Linked DNA regions of Danio rerio: region 1 is linked to region 2. Evidence: chromatin contacts called from public HiChIP or PLAC-seq data. All regions are on one chromosome and are shown on one strand. The core of a region is the stretch at or near the end of the contact, and the rest is flanking DNA. Distances in the headings are between cores, read along the strand shown. Region 1 holds the start of spaca9 (sperm acrosome associated 9). Region 2 holds the start of nelfb (negative elongation factor complex member B).

Region 1 (4,937 bases), core at 1,773-4,272, 110 kb after region 2:
AAATCTTGGCTTCGAACTGCCAGCTGGGGAAATGGCTTTGAGAATTGAAATCTATGGAAATCCTTTCAGTTTTTTTTCTTTCTAGACTGTTCTTCTCACAGGTTACCATAAGTGTGATCGTACAGCTTGTGCTTTGTTTCCCTTTCACTCAGACTTTGTTTTTATACAAATATCCCTCTCAAACATTTTGTTGTTTCACGTAATGCCTTACAAAAAAAAGTAGGAAACCTGTCTGTCACCTGAAGTCGTTTTGGAAAGTTATCTTAACTATGGTACAATCAGGCGGTGACGGGTGTAACGGGTAACCAGGGACTCTATTTTGAAGTTGAGAAAACAGATTTGTGTTCTCCTACTTGCTATGATCAACAAAAAAAATAAAAAAATATATGTTTTGCATAATTTTGTTGCTGTCATCAATTTTATAATGGCAATGAGGTATATGCACATGGGCTTTTTATTTCAGTTAGCCAGCCCCAGGGCTTCCGGTAAATTGTCACCCCATACAAAATCGCCACTTTTAAGATCTGATTTCTTAAAAAAAAAAAAAAAAAAAAACAGCAATCTTCACTTGCCTGGCTGAAGATATGATTAAAAAGTGGGTATCGGACCAAACAAGATGTACATCTTTCCGCGCCATGTCTTTTAAAATATGGAAATTAATTTTACCCCAGTATTTTTATTGGAATTTCTGTGCTAGCCAGCGGCTTTTGATGGCGCCAGCATTTAAATAGTCTTTTTAACTCTTTTTATGCTTTAACAAACAAATGGATGCATAAATCTATTTAACTGATTATATTTAAATTAAGTTACAACACCAATGCAACATTAGGAACATTAGTGAATTGAAAATAGCTCTCAACGGAAGTTCATCATTGGCAACACTATAGGCATTGGACGATAACCGTGTTCAAGGTATAACGTGGTTTGGAAAAGTCAAGGTTTTAAAACCGACAAAATTCTGATAAACTGTTCCTAAGGTATGAATAAGATTTAATTTTACTTTTTTTTTTTTTTTTTAGGACTGCAGAATCTCATGCAGAAAAGAAAACAAAATCTGTTTTTGAAACTAATGAAAACAGCAGAAGTCAAATCATTTGAATCATTTGAATTAGCCTAACATGTTTACTGTTCCAAAATATTTAAAAATGTTTCTTAAGTTAAAATATATTGTGTACAAAAGTTAAAAAGGATATGTTTTTTTTACCCAGACATGTAAAAAAAATAGATTTGAGAGCAGTAATTTTGAAACCGTGAAACCGTGATATTTATACCCAAGGTTATAATACCATCAGAATCTTATACCGGCCTATGCCTACAACACTAGCTGTGCATATAGCTCATTGTGAATTTTATAATACTTGGTGTGAGAACTAAGAACAAAACATCTGTAAATATCAGTTTTTTTATCTCCTTGTGTTTCCGGGTGGCTTCCAGGCTGGTTTTCCTGCATGCCAACCACCAGATCCTTTTTTCTTCTCTGAGGACTTACTTCTCTGGTGCTTACTGGTGTCTTTTTCAAGGCTAGCATCGATCCCGGTTACAACATTCTTTGTCAACGTTTGATTAGGTGTTACTGTAGATGCTGAACTTAGACGTTTTGCACTTCCTCTGATGTAGGCAGCGAGAAGGTCCAAAGTCAGTGGAATAATGCTCACAATCCCACCATAGAAATTTCTTGCTTCATCACAGCTCAGCCGGTTGATCACATTGTGTGGATAGCTGTAAAGAAAGGGGATTAAGTCAAATAATAAGCAATGATTCTTGGGAGCCTTGAGCATTATGTTACCATCTGATTTTATTTAATGAGACTCCCGCATCCTTAAAGTGGGTTAAATTCTGAAGGTTAATCATTCAGACAGCAATTGTTTATATTTATGTAAGAAGTAGTGTAATTTTACTTTTACTTAACTGTGCCCTTTGCTGACTGATGTTGCTGCTGGGGTTCAGGAGCTCTTTGCAGGTCTCCAATCCCTCACATGAAGTGTTTCTGCTGGACACTGAGGACTCCAGTTGTTTTAAAACACCTCCAAGATCAGAAATAATTTCCAGAAAGAGTAAAAAGATGCTCCTGTCAGTTGAATTGCTGCAATGGTGATTCATGTACTTTTGGACCTGCGGAAAAACAATGTTTTTTATTTGTTTAAATTTTACATTATTGATACATGCAATACATATTATTTAACAGTATTGAACCAATAATATATACACTACCGATTATAATTACACAAGTTTGCTGTAAGATTTGTTTAAAAAAAAAATTAAAAACAGATTTTAATAATCAATTCTTTACAAATTCAAAAATGAACTAATGAATAAAATTTCAGTGTCTTTAAAAGTATGCATAGTTACTGCAACCAACAATAAAATAGTGGGTTGTTACTTGAAAATATTTGCAGTTTAATTTCCACCAGGTTAACATGATAATAAATTATGCTTAAAATATTAACATGCCATTCTTACAATTAACAACAGTTCGCTTTGATTACTCCCATTTTTCAATAATCACAGCTTTACTGGGTGCCGTGGGAACTGTATGACTTTATAAAACTGTTAATAAATCATAATGACCTGTTTTATGGTGGAGACAGGCTCTGTTCTGTCCCTTGCATGTTCTCTTGAGCGCTCCAGAGCATTTATAAATATAAACTGTTGTTGTTTGAAACGTTTATATTTCTGCTCGAGGGAAAGTAGCTGCTGTCTGACATCAGCCATCTCGGTTAAATTGCTCAACCTGTTGAAGATGAATAACGTTACAGTAGTATTAATATACAGAATAAACGAAGTACTGTTCATAAATAGGAGTAACGTTAACGTTAATGTAATTACCTTAAGGATATTCTACTACGGCTAAAACTTAAAAAAAAACTTTGTTGTAAAACTAAAGAGCGGGCTTTTTCACGGAATGTAACTTTAGCCCAATTGTGTCTTCAATTTGTCAAATATTCACATGTACGTTATTCGAACTTACCTGTATTAATACTGAAGCATATCAAATACCTGTACAATCGGTGTCTTCTTTTTCTGTTTCGCATATGTTGCGTAGCAACTAGAGTTGAAGCTCGCACTCCCTCTGTTGGTGCTGAATGTGATCTGCTCATCAGCTACACATGTTACCAAGGGCAACGACAGCAACAGCTGCAGTGAGAACGCAAAACAAACTAGCCACAGCTAACGTTAGCCTACATTTCAAGGTAACTTTATATATTTTTGTTCTTCATTTTCCTTTGAACAGATAACCACATTATGCTATTTTTAATCAAATAAACGCATCGTTTGCGTAAATTCCCCTTTTGTGAGGGAGCAAAGCTAAGTAAACTATTAGCCTAACTTACATAAAAAATAAACTTTGGTAACGTTACAATACCTGAAAAAATACGTTACTTACTGAGCACATCTTAAAAGAAACTAACATTATATACTTTATACTAGAACATGTTCGGTACATACCAGTATTTATGTATTAGATACATAGTATAGGCTCATATATATATATATATATATATATATATATATATATATATATATATATATATATATATATATATATATATATATATATATATATATATATGAGCAATTCCATGAAAATGTCAACCTTATCATGAAAAAATAAACTTTTGACCAAAATAACAAAACCTATTTCAATTTGCTTATTAGGGTCTATATTTTATTGTTATGATGTGCTCTTGTTGAATTTTTAAGAAAATTGTTTTGTTTATCCATGAAATATGAGGATTGTGCCAATGCTAATTTTCATTATCATCCAACCACTTTTTATATATATATATATATATATATATATATATATATATATATATATATATATATATATATATATATATATATATATATATATATATATATAATATCTAATGATTGAGTGTAATAGTATCTAATAAATAATAACTAATATCTAATGAATAAGTAGTTCTTTTAAAATGTGCTCATCACTTTTTCATTAGGTAAGTTACCAGAGTTCATCTAGTATCTTTTTTTAAGTTTTACTCAGAACATAGGCAACCAGTTTCAACAAATTAATTTAAAAAGTAGTAAATATTTTAGTAGTAAATATTTTACTGATTACCTTACTGTTTTCTGCTTTTTATACATATAAACTCATAAAATGCTAATTTCTTTGTAAACCAAGACACATTTTTAGCCTTCCTTTGCTGACCTCTCGGTGTCTCGTGGAGCATTGCAGTGATGGATTCAGCTGAAAGGCCCCTCAGAATCCCCCCTGAAATGGTCATTTATGCAGAGAAACATGACATATTTCACCTGATCCAGGTAAAGACATTTGTCTATACAATGTTTAAAAAGTTAATCATCTACAAGACAATAGTGTCTAAATGAATTATTAATTTGCAGACACTAGTGAGAAATCTGATGGTGGACAAACCAGATGATCCCATTCAATACCTGATTAACTTTCTGGAAAGGGACAATGTTGATGGTAAGATTTGTGTAATTGTGCCTGAATCCTTAGAAATGTTTATTATTTAATACAAAGGAATTCAAACTGTGGTCTGGGAACGACCAGGGGGCCACATGAGATGTCAGTGAAAATGTTAGAGGTCATTAAAAAGCATAAAAAGTCCAAATAAAGAAGAATAATTAAAAAATTATTGAATTAGTAAAAAATCATAATACTCATAAGACAATTAATACCTGATTATTGAAGTAATACAGTGATTAAAGTAAATAAAAAAAAGAACAAAATTAGTAAATATGTGTGAGAATTACTGAACTAATACTGCACCATAATAAAAAATGCAGTAATGAATCTAAATGTTTTGCCAGTGGACATTTAAAAATTATTTTAAATATTAAAATAATTAAATATTCCAATATATTAATTAATAAAGTATGACTAAAAGATTCAATAATGTGATGTAATAGAAACAAATTATTTTACAAATAGGTTTCAAGACTCTTTT
Region 2 (5,190 bases), core at 2,611-5,110:
TGTTTCAAGAGAGGAGACACCTCGTCTCCAAAAAGAGCCTGATTGTCCTGCCAGATTTGCCGTTTCACCTCCACCGCGCAGACTTTGTACAGCTCTTTATCCGCCATCACTTGCTTCAGCTTCTTCTCAGGCACCTGCAAGAGAAGGTCACGCTGTCAAAGACGGACAAACCTAAAACTGTTTTGAAATGGTTTGATGTACATTTAAATGTAGTGCAACCTTGAAAAGTGGATCACTTGACTACCACATTCAATACAATACAATCAGGATTTCAATGAAAAAGTATTTATAATATTTAACTGATTATTTTTCTGAATGACTGATTTTCTCAGTGTTTTTCTCTCTCAAAATTTGCATCAATATTTCTTGCATTCATTTGTTGGTCTGCTGTGAAAATTAGTAGCAACATACTTTTAAAAAAAGATAAATAAAAAGAGCAATAGCAATAAAAAGAGATACTTTACCTAAAGCCTACTATATCATATTTGATACAAAACTACCAAAATGGATGAATGAATGACATTTTTTAAATTTGATAAGAGCTGTAAGTAAAAAAAAGTTATTTTACGCCACAAAATAAAATGAGCCGTTTTTTTCTTATTTCAATATTGTCACTACATATATCATACAGGACATTAAAATCATGATGTATCAACTGCTGTAATATTACAACTCAGAACACTCTTTTCTGACATGTTTTAGTCTAATGCTTTGAATGGCTGCTGCATGGTTTTCAAGCAACCAGAAATGTAGCCACTGAATTTACACATCCAGCCAACTTCCAGTTCTCCTACTCCAACTTCTGCAAATAACGTCATCACATGATGCCTCTCAAAGAACAAATCAGCAGAATTTTTGCATTTGCTTGATTTTGCAATTACTGGATCACAAAATCCTGAAGGGACTAGTAAGAGGTCAGAGCACACATCGGTACCTTTGGCAGATGCTTCAGAACTTGCATGACAACCGGCTGTATGGATGGCATCTTCACTAGGGGAAAGCTTTTCTCCAGTAGTTCCTCCAGCTTTACGTACCTGAGTGGATTAAGCAGATTGAGAGGTATTATTTATGATCAGCTATGTAAACTCAAGGTTCAAAATCAAAGCTTCTATTCACCTGTCCTCTTCCTTGCCCTCTGCAATGGTGGCAACACGCTCCATTAGCTTGTCTCGAAGTTCATCAAAGACCGACTGATGAAACTCCAGCCGTGGAGTCCCGTGAAGATCCAGAAAAGGCAATGCAGACTGTAGGGTTGGCAGCAATATGCCATTTTCCGTCTGTTAAAAATCAATATACAGAAAGGCATTAGTAATTTTTGATAGATCATCATGTCATAGATTAGTATGTCTTAGACTTTATTTTGCAGCAAGTTGCTATAAGAATAGGGCTTCACAATATATTGCAAAATTATTGTTATTGCGATAACAGCATATCCAAAATATCCATGTGAGATCAATTAGTTTCAATTTATGCATTGGTTATTTATCCAAGGTCTACTAATCAGATGGGGCCTTAAAAACTTTATACCGCCCACCCCAGCAGTTGCTGTTCTGCTATTAGTTATGCTATTGCTAATCAGAGTCAGAATATCTGCTGAGGATTTCACTCATTCATAGTGTTTTAAAATGTTTGCATCTTGACACAGTTTTTTTGTTTGAATTAGAATTGATTAGACCTAAATATCTTTTGCCTATTTATTTTAATAACACTAAATGAATTATTTTAAAACAGCTAAAAAATAGCATTTTTCTAGGAAAATGTCTTTAAAAAATGATGCGATTCTCAACAACAATAATGCATATTTTCCAGCCCCAGTTAGAATAATCTCAAAACAAGTTTAATCTCATCCTCAAACTTATTTGCCCATGTAAATACCTTTAAATATAAATGTATAGAATTAATATGAATTAATAAAACCTTTACGAGTTTGTTTCTTCTGTCCAGCACAAAATAGGATAATTTGAAAATTATTAGAACTGGTATAGGAATAATTGGAAAATAACCAATAAATTTGTAATCATTTTCACTGTCTTTTGAGGTATGGTTGAAGTATACTTAATATAGAGCACTAGATGTACTGACAAGGATTTATAGTAAACAATCATTTACATAAAACTTGAATGCATGTTCTACTCTATTTAAATATATTTGTAATTACAAATCATAAACGATGAAGTTAGAACAATTAATATATTTATTTTAAACGTAATATTCAATAAAACATTTTTGCCAAAGTAGACTTAAAATATTTATCAATTATGCTTATGATGTAAATAATATTAAAACTACTCTAAATTATGTTCATTTATTTAACGTGTACTTTAAAGTAAAACTTTGAATTTGACATTTAAAAGCTGCCATAAAGTTTACTCTCTTGCATGATGTGGCCTTTTATGTAATGGTAAAATTACTTTATCTGCATGTACAGCTTTTAATTGTTCAACAGAAATAAGAGTAGACAAAAAGTGCATGCTTAATCAAGTTTAGTGCACTTATACGATATGTTTCTTTATTTAATCAGATAAAAAAAACAATTGAGATCAAGATATCATTTACAAGGGTGACCTGGCTAGGATGTCAGCAACACACGACTTATGAAAAAAAAAAAAAGTAAAAAGTAAAGATTATATAAAAAATACAGTTTAGTTATTCAGCCATACCACATTATAATATGTTAAAAACACATACATTGGAAATGGACTGTTGATGTTTGTTATAAAGATGGAGATAAAGAGCGAAAAGATTTAATTGGGATGAGCTCAGACATTTTCTGTTCAGACTGAAGAGTATTCCAGGATAAAGGCTCGCCTCCCCATTTCAGTTCGAACCCGTGAAACAGTCAAATGATAAGATTCACTTGAACGTAGGGCATACTGGCTTTTTGACCTATAAAAAAAGGGAACTTAGGTAAAAAGACGCCAGACCCAGAAAAGCCTTGTAGACCATAGTCATCCAGGGGGTGTACCTTCTTACATTCAAAGAAGGCCACTCAGCTTTGGCATACAGTTCACAATATTGAGTTAGTCTACGACAGGCAGCAACAAACCTCAAAGGCTGAGTTAAGGCTGAGGACATTTGGTTGAGGCATTCATATATAAAACATCACCATTATCAAGCAATGACACAAAGTATTTAAGAGCTTTAAGAGAAAAGCAGGACCCCTTTTTTATATTAAGACCCAATCTTACCTCTTAAGCCTAAATACTTTTTTTTAAACAAGAGTAAGCATTAAGTATTAATACTTATTTCTCAGTTATCAGTACGTTCAAGTTATGAGGTTCTAAAAAGGAATTGCTTAGGAGTAACTAAACGAGCTCAAGAGATATATTGCGGTGAGGTTATTATATATATTTTATTATTAGTTAATATTATTATTATATTATGCTCGTTATGTTATATATGGCAATATGTATGGTAACAGATTGTCAAATGATGAATTGCACAGCCAGACTTTAGATCCTCCCATTATAAACAATGAAGAAGACTGCAGCACGAGCGTGAGGTGCTTTAGGGCTAATGCAAGACATCAGATGAAAAATGTAATCACGAACATGACAGACAGGACATGTGTACGTTTGTAAAGATCTAACCTGAAACTGGTCGATTGCTTTGAGAGGTTCAGTACAGTTAGTCAGAGTTTCTTTCAGATCCTCTCCATTGGATATTCCCAGCTCCGGTAGCCCGGCGAACATTTTCACACGCTCTCTAAGTGAAGGCTCCACTTTCAAAACGATATCAAATTACATGCATTGACAGCAGAAATAACATAAATGTTGGCTAGATGTGCATTGCTCGTTATCTGTAAATCGCACACTTCCTGGCCGTGCAGCCTCGTCAACAGACTCTTGTTTCTGATACATCGTCAAAGGTTCCGGTTCAGAAAGGTTCCTAGTTGCGCTTTCAAGATCAAAGCCTCTGTGTGGACTACTTCCTGTGTGTAAAGGCAATTGCAGGTGCTGGTTGATCTGAGACAATGGAATCGAAAAGAAATGACATTCTAACAGAAATTATGATCAAGTTTAATAATCTAACACAGATGGGAGTAATAGTTCATTTAATGTGGGTTCCAGCGCATGTCGGTATTCAGGGCAATGAGGAGGCAGATAAAATAGCTAAAGAATCTCTACAACAAAATGAACCAATTAGACACATTTCACTAAGCAGAGCAGAAGGAAAAAGCCTAATCTTAGAAGCTTGTAATAGGAAATGGCAGAAAGTTTGGGAGTCCAATAACACAGGTAGACATTATCATAAGATCCAAAAAACAGTAAAGAAAAGCAAAATATCACATAATCTTAGTCGAAGAGAACAAGTTATTTTAACACGTTTAAGAACAGGACATACTTTTTTTTAAATCAAACATTACACATAATGGGGAAACATGAGACAGGTTTATGCAACACATGTCTAACAGATGAGACAGTAGAACATGTTTTAAAAAGGTGCAAAGCATATAAAAATGAGAGAAGAAACCTTAAAGAGGAATTGCAAAGTTTAGGATACCAGGATTTCACAATAAAGGGTTTATTAAAAGATGGTTTAGATTCAGGAAGACAAATAAAGGCAGTAATAAGGTTCATTAAAAATAGTGGATTATACAATAGAATTTAGGAAACCAGTTCAACCTCTTCACACTCCATCACAGTAGGTGGCGATATGCACCTTTAAAGTTGGTTCGCAACTCGCCATAAAACGAAGAAGAAGGTTGATCTGAGAGTGCATGATGAGTACATTCTACATTCTACTTTTTTATGTTCATTTTTTATTTCGAAAAAACAAACATTGTTTCAGTCCAAAAAGTTACATATCATTATTTTTGTTGTTGTTGTTGTTTTTACAAGAGAAGAGAAAGAAAATAATAATAATTATAATAATAATACAACTAAAAATTAATAATAATAAGAAGAAGGGGAAAAGACAAATGAAAACAAGAGTAATAAAAGGGTACAGAAAATTACAACTAGGTGAATGCAGACATTCAACAATCACAATTAAATGTTCAGATACGTTGTCAATGTTGAAAGTCAATTTTTACATTTAAAAAGTATGAGATAATAATAGTGGAAAACAAACACAAATGTAATTACTACACAGCAAATTCATCAGAGTTAAATTCTCGGTGTTGAAGCATTTGAGAGTAAAGTGTTGACGTTAAAGAGTTAGATTTTGATAAATGAATATAATTAGAGT

What was found. HiChIP or PLAC-seq counts read pairs in DNA pulled down with a chosen protein or histone mark.
Region 1: a contact with region 2 is called in an H3K4me3 HiChIP or PLAC-seq map of gastrula embryo, with 2.3 times the contacts expected there. The contact joins the promoter of spaca9 here to the promoter of nelfb in region 2. A contact is called at or near these places in 2 of 4 datasets of contacts at active chromatin or transcription factors (embryo and gastrula embryo).

Annotation. Positions count from the first base shown.
Region 1 is chr5:30,293,506-30,298,442 of GRCz12tu, forward strand. spaca9 (sperm acrosome associated 9) reads right to left here and starts at 3,023. Exons shown (of 4, transcript NM_001045430.1): 1 at 2,969-3,023; 2 at 2,569-2,731; 3 at 1,910-2,112; 4 at 1,018-1,719. The coding sequence starts at 2,712. The coding sequence ends at 1,404. It overlaps ak8 (adenylate kinase 8), which reads left to right and starts at 3,113. Exons shown (of 14, transcript NM_001020644.1): 1 at 3,113-3,191; 2 at 4,148-4,287; 3 at 4,369-4,453. The coding sequence starts at 4,204.
Region 2 is chr5:30,178,169-30,183,358 of GRCz12tu, forward strand. nelfb (negative elongation factor complex member B) reads right to left here and starts at 3,861. Exons shown (of 13, transcript NM_200168.1): 1 at 3,591-3,861; 2 at 1,117-1,277; 3 at 935-1,034; 4 at 1-134. The coding sequence starts at 3,692.